2 separate regions of the Mus musculus genome follow, and region 1 is linked to region 2. Evidence: chromatin contacts called from public HiChIP or PLAC-seq data. All regions are on one chromosome and are shown on one strand. Each heading gives the region's core, a stretch centred on a gene start, on an enhancer-like site or on the middle of the called end of the contact. The rest is flanking DNA. Distances are from core to core; before and after follow the strand shown.

Region 1 (3,318 bases), core at 448-2,947, 240 kb before region 2:
AGAAGCTGGTCTTCCACCAGGAACCCATGACTGCAGGTACTCACTGTGAGTACTTGGCAGAGTTGGAGAGCAGATTATCAGGAGAGTACACATTAGCACATGGCTTCTGGAGAGAGTTTATTTTGACTCATGGTTTCGTGGACGGAACTCCATGTCCAGCTCCATTGATTTCAGCTGCGTGTTTGGGGGGAGCATAGCGCCAGAATAAGGCAGCAGGGAAACACCGCTTACAGCAGGGCAGCCAGGAAGCAGAGAGAGAAGGTCAAGGGTCACATCCGGTGACATACGTATGTACATACGTTCTCCAACAGACCCCACCTCCTGATTTCTGCCACTATCCATTCGCACTATCAAATTATAAATCCACGAAGAGATCAGTCATCGATTAAGACAGGGTCTGTAACCACTTCCCCAAAGCCGGTCACCTGTGGTATTACTCTCCATTGCTTCAAGGAAATACGGAAAAAAGTGACCTAAAGAAGGAAGAGCTTATGTTGGCTCACAGTTCTAAGGCGCATCATGGAGGGGAAAGGCACGAGAGTTGGAGCTTGAGGCCACTGGTCACAGTGTACCTGCCATCTGGAAGCAGAGAGAGATGGATGCGTGGTGCTCAGACCACTTTCCCCCTTTAACATGTATTGTTTCTGTTATTCTGTTATCATCATTAGCATCATCATCATCATCATAGGTGCATGCTCACACATAATGTACATGCCATCATACCTATGTGGAGGTTTAAAGATACACCTGTTCTTTTCATACAGTCCAGAACCTCAGCCCTTAGCGTCTGGCTCTCCCTACCTCCCTTAACACGCTCTAGATAATCCTTCACAGGTGCGCCCAGAGGGTTGTCTCCCAGGTGATTCTGATCCATCATGGCTGGCCAGTAGGTCCCCAGCACATGATCCTTCAGGAAGGCACATTATCAGACTGAAACCACTGCATGGCACCCCCCCCCCTTTCTTGAGGATTTTGGCGGGAGTGTGTGGGTGAGTATAGATCTGATCTAGGATCCACAAGGAGCAGGTCTTAGTCATTAATGAGGGGTAGTGAATTGGAGGCTTTCCTTGTCAAAGAAGTGGGACTAGCAGAGCCTTATTAAGTTTCACTAAGCATCGTCAGGGCAGCCATAGTGGAAGCATGGTCTGGAAGGCAGCAGGTACGGAGTGTGCGTCAGCTGAACAAGGGGTGTGTGAAGGGGAGGCGTCTCTTCCCTTCTGCTCTGCTCAGAGGAATGGCAAGTGAGGGTTGCTCTGTGAGTCTGATTCAGTTGCACAGTGAAACTTGAGTGAGCCTCGGGGGGGGGTGGTGGTGCCAGGGTTGATGGTGAAGGGCTCTTGACTTGTGAGATGAGGGGAAGGAGTTGAGGGTGTCACTCTACACTGGGGACTTTGCAGACCTGCCCTTCCTGATATCACCAGTGGAGTCTTCCTGGATTAGAAGAATTTATCTTTTGTTTTGTTTTTGTTTTTGTTTTTGTTTTTGTTTTTGTTTTTGTTTTTGTTCAAGGTGCTGATGTAATGGGAAGGACACATGTCAACTCCATCAGAAGGAGGGCATTGGTAGCTTCAGGAAAGGCCATAGTGCTCAGGAGGTATACTACCTGTTTCAGGAGTTCTTCAACCTCAGTTGCATGAGGCAGAGGCTGATGTGTGGAACCAACTGTCCCTCTTTGAGTGGCTGTGGCTCTGGTTCATGAGCCACGGGCAGAGGAGCCCTGTAGAAGCTGTGCCCCTGAGGTAGAATGTCAAGTGTGTCTGGTGAGGGATAGTCCTGTCCTCCAGTAGACTCACTGCGACCATTCTTTCTGGTCTAGCCGCTCTAAATGGCAATGTCTTGATAAAGTAGACATTTAACATTTTCAAAATATCAGGAAAAAGATAACAGAGCCCTTTGCTCCTGAGAGGAGTGTGAGTCACTGGCACCAGAGGGCCTCTAGTCCTTTTCTTGGTCACCGAGAGAGCATATGAGTCACACCCAGAATCATTTCTTCTGAAGTCCTTAATTGTGAAAAAGAGGTAGCCTTGCGGAAGTCCGGGCTGAGACACTGTCATGGGAAGATTCCAGATTGGTTGAGAGAGGACAGAGGTGATGGATGGTTTTGTGATCATGTTCAGCCTGTAGCTCTTTGCCATTGAAGCCTTTCCAAGGGGTCAGAGATGCTGCCAGGATCCCTGGGAAGGGAGTCCTTGCTTAGCCTCTGCAGTGCATCCTGGGACTAGAGATCAAATCCAAGGCCTCTCTGCTAGTCACTCCACATTCACGCTCTCTAGATCACTACAAGAGCCCTGGAGTGTTATCAGAGAGTCTCTGTTTGCTTCCTCCATGAGAGTTGATGAGAACTGGAGGCTCTGGGAAGACCTGGTACCTACACCCTTGCTGCTCAAGTCTTCCCCCAGTCTGCTACAACAGTCCAAACATTTTTCCCCAAAGCAACTGTTTGCTGACTTCCAACACATGCCCTGGTTTGGTAGCATTGGAGAAATCCTGGGAGAAGCTAAAAGCACTGTGGGAATGGTGTTTTTTTGTTTTTTGTTTTTATTTTCTTTCTGCGGGTGTCAGATGTGTGTCTTCTTGTTTCACAGTGTCTGAACAAGCATTGCTCTTCCACAGAGGGAAAAAAATCAAAGCTGTGACCAGAGGACTCTTGGGGTAAAACATCTGAGGCCTGAGGTTGGGAGAGCCACAGATGATGGAAGGAAGCAAGAATCTACATAATGCTTCAGCAGTTATAAACCAGGGGAAAACTTACCCCACAAGGAAGGCAGGTCAAGGCAGACTTGCCATCACATTGGTGGTTGAAGAGGAATATTCTAGGGATGGAAGTCTTCTCTTTCCTCAGCAATCACAAGGTCCCGCTATCTATTGAGGTTGGCTTGAATAAATGTCCCGCTATCTATTGAGGTTGGCTTGAATAAATGTCCCTGCTAGTGGCTGATGTCATTTGGAAGTGGGCACGGGCTCTGTTTGCTGAAGCACAGGAGTACTTCTGTTGAGCTCATGACTTGCAAATGAGCAGAAGTCAGGCCATGTGTAGAGATCCTTCTGGATGTCCTGGGCCTTCCTGTCTACCTCGTCCTCCTCCTCAATCTAAGCCTCCTTTCTCCATGGTCAGTTGTAGGATCCAGGGACTGGTACTGATTAAATGGTAATGATAAACCTACCATGAGGAACTGGTAGAGAGAGCCTTAACTTAGCTCCTTTTCTAGTTTCATAGTGTCGTCTGTCTGTCTGTCTGTCTGTGAGTAAGTGCATGCACACAAACCTTTTCCTTTCTCTTCACTTTCTGTGACAGAAATGGACAGACTCAGTCTCTTA
Region 2 (3,371 bases), core at 168-2,667:
ACTCAAATGAGAAACACTCCCTGCAAATCCATAATTCACTACCGTGTGTGTGTGTGTGTGTGTGTGTGTGTGTGTGTGTGTGTATGTGGTGTGTGTATGTGACTCTGTGTGTGTGACTCGACTGAGGGTAACTCTGTGTGTGTGTGTGCTCGAGCGCACGCGCGTGCACGTGCATGTGTGTTTCCACTGAGGCTGCCAAGTTCATAACTTTCCTTGAACTGGGAGAAATGGCTTCTAACTTGAGTTGGAATCACATAAGTGCAATGTGCGGTAGGCGGCTGTGTTTCCTGGAACTTCTAGAAAGGAAGGATGGCTTGAATCATGGAGACTGCCTAATAGTGAGAGCAGAAAAGCAGTTACATGTGATATGAGAATATGGTGGAGGGTAGAGGGAGGAGGGAAGAGAAAGGTGGGAGGAAGGAAGAGAAAGGAGGAGGAAGAAGGAGAGAGGAGGGAGGAGGGAAGAGAAAGGAGGGAGGAAGGAGGAGGGAGGAGGGAAGAGAAAGGAGGGAGGACAAAAGAGAGAGGAGGGAGGAGGGAAGAGAGAGGAGGGAGGAGGGAAGAGAGAGGAGGGAGGAGGGAAGAGAAAGGAGGGAGGACAAAAGAGAGAGGAGGGAGGAGGGAAGAGAGAGGAGGGAGGAGGGAAGAGAAAGGAGGAAGGAGGGAAGAGAAAAGAGGGAAGAGGGAAAAAGGAGGGAGGAAGGATAAAGGAGGAGGAAGGAGGGAAGAGAAAGGAGGGAGGAAGAAGGAGAGAGGAGGGAGGAGAAGGGAGGGAAGAGGGAGGAGGGAAGAGGGCTGAGACACAATGGCTCGGTTTATGCTCACTAATGCCAGCCATCAGGATCTGAGACTGGCTCAGTCATCCTGGCTTTGTTTGTTTGTTTCTTGTTTTATTTATTTATTTATTTTTGTAGGTCTCACTATGTAGCTCTAAGTGTCCTAAAACTCACTATGCAGATCAAGCTGGCCTCAAATTCACAGAAATCCAACTGCCTCTGCCTCCTGAGGCACTACAGGCACACACCTCTTCGCTCAGCTCCAGCCTCCATGGGCCTGAGATGACAGCCCCAGCTTGCAGGCATACATACCACAGATCCTTGAGGTCTGGCTCAAAGCCCCAGAGAGTGTGAAAGTGCCTGCCACACAGGCAGATTTTCAAGTGGAAGATGGTCCTGGAAAGGGGTGCCAAGCTGGTTAAAGGGAGAGCAGGCAAGAGAGAAGCTTCCAGGCCTCTCGTCAAGGGTCTGCCTCTGCGTGCCTCCCTCCAGGGCTCAGCGAGGCAATGTTTGCATCATGTGTTTTCTGATCCCGAATTGAGACCGGCAGGTCCTCTCCTGTGATTCAGACGGGCTTACATTACTCAGACTCTGCCCAGGGCCATTCTCAAGGGCTGGCAGCCCCACGCCTCTTCTTCAGAAGCCCAGGAACCGCATTATTCATAGCCAACATGAGATAATTGTATTAGCACATGATGAGACAGTACAGTGTGGTCCTTTCAGCTTCCAGCAGGCGTCTGCACCGTCTTCCAATAACAACTCTCCCTAGCTCTCCACAGTTACTCCGTCTCTTTGCTTTCTGGAGGGTTTGGTTGACTTGAGAGATCATGCGCCCTGGAGCTAGGGAGATGGCTTAGTTGGTAGGGAACTTGCTGAGCTAGTATGAGAACTGGGTTCAGTTACACAGCCCCACATTAAAAGCTGGGCATGGTGGTACACATCTGTAGTCCTGGGGCTGGGAGAGCAGGAAGAGGAGGGTCCGGGGAGCATGTTGACCATCCACTTGGCTTGATCACTGAGCTCTAGGTTCACTGAGAGACCCTGCCTCAAAAATACAATAGACAGTGATAGAGGAAGACCCCCACTGTTGGCTTCTGACCTCCATGTGTGCATGCATTGATATGTGCATGCTTACTCTCTCTCTTCCTCCTCTTCTCCCTCCTCCCCTCTCTCTCTTTCGTGCACATGTGAATACACACACACACACACACACTTTTACAATTTGTTAAATCGGAACTCTGAGATGATCTAAGAGCGGATAAGGCAAAGTATGAGATTCTACCAAGTCAGTATTCCAGGCTGTGACTCAGTTTCCCTCCTCCCTGGAGAGAAAAGCTAGAAGAGTGCAAAGAAGCCCAGAACTTAGAAAGGGACACTGAACTTGACACCATGTCGTAACCTAGGCCCTGACTTCTGCAATGAGGACAAAATCCCTTCCCTCACAGCACGGCCACAAAAAGTTCGTTATATAGAATTATGTGACATCTCTGTAAGCCATGACATATTGTTCTGATGTGGGCTGGGATCATCCTCCAAGGAGACCTCACTGTGGAAATTTCAGCATGGGAAGGATAGTGAACATGGCTCAAGAGTATGTGGGAAAGCTGTGGACATACATCCAGCATGCCCTGGAACTCTATTGATTGATTGACTGAGTGAGTGATTGGCTGTTTCTCTGATCTGGAACTCACTAAGCATCCATGGGTGATCTTGAACTCCTGATCATCCTGTCTTGCCTTAGCTCTCCCACAGATTGGTATTATAAACATTTACTACCACACCAGAGAAAGTGGGGACTTATTGGAGGGATGATGTGTGTCTTAGTTAGGGTTTTACTGCTGTGAACAGACACCATGACCAAGGCAACTCTTATAAGGACAACATTTAATTGGAGCTGGCTTACAGGTTCAGTCCCATTATCATCAGGAAAGGAAGCATGGCAGAGTACAGGCAGGCATGGTACAGGAGGAGCTTGAAAGCTCTACATGTTCATCTGAAGGCTGCTAGGAGAAGACTGGCTTCCAGGCAGCTAGGATGAGGGTCTTAAAGCCCTCACTCACAGTGTCACACCTACTCCAAGGCCACACCTACTCCAACAAGGCCACACATCCCAACAGTGCCACTCCTTGGGCCAAGCATGCACAAACTATCACATTGTGTCTTAGTTTTATTTTCTGTAGTTGCTGCTCTCTCAAGCGCAACCTCTCTGCATGACCTTTAACTTGTTTCCCCCCCTTCCTGTTTCCGTCCTCCCTTCCTTTGTCTGTTTACACTGTCCCATCCTCTCTGCCCTCCTTCATCTTTCCTTCAAGAACCAGAAGTTGCAATTGCTGGTGATTTGACCAGACTGGTATAAGAGTGGAGCTGGGTGTCCTGGCAACAATGAAACCCCCTTCTCTTCCCAAACTGTCTCCCAGAGCTAGAGTTCACCAGAAACAATTAATAGGTGTGTACATTTGAAGAGAAGGGGAGGAGGAAGGGGAGGGGGGGGAGGAGGAGCAAGAGGAAGAAGAAGAAGAAGAAGAAGAAGAAGAAGAAGAAGAAGAAGAAGAAGAAGAAGAAGAAGAAGAAGCAGCAGCAGCTGCTGCTGCTGCC

Evidence for each region. HiChIP or PLAC-seq counts read pairs in DNA pulled down with a chosen protein or histone mark.
Region 1: a FOXA1 HiChIP or PLAC-seq map of pancreatic cancer cells shows a contact between it and region 2. The contact joins two enhancer-like sites. A contact is called at or near these places in 5 of 484 Hi-C or Micro-C datasets (bone marrow-derived macrophages, cerebral cortex, nephron progenitors and 1 more), 7 of 115 datasets of contacts at active chromatin or transcription factors (the HPC-7 cell line, embryonic basal ganglia, fetal liver and 4 more) and 1 of 9 other capture datasets (embryonic stem cells).

Annotation. Positions count from the first base shown.
Region 1 is chr8:126,766,255-126,769,572 of GRCm38.p6, reverse strand. No RefSeq gene overlaps it. Among named protein-coding and RNA genes, the nearest start is that of Gm45805, 9.6 kb to the right of the region's middle. Within about 2 kb of position 1,697, at least 65 of the 459 cell types and tissues checked have an H3K27ac peak or open chromatin away from gene starts, as enhancers often do. A contact at or near this core is called in pancreatic cancer cells and trophoblast stem cells, where this site is marked.
Region 2 is chr8:126,521,232-126,524,602 of GRCm38.p6, reverse strand. No RefSeq gene overlaps it. Among named protein-coding and RNA genes, the nearest start is that of Gm51605, 22 kb to the right of the region's middle. Within about 2 kb of position 1,417, at least 130 of the 459 cell types and tissues checked have an H3K27ac peak or open chromatin away from gene starts, as enhancers often do. A contact at or near this core is called in pancreatic cancer cells and trophoblast stem cells, where this site is marked.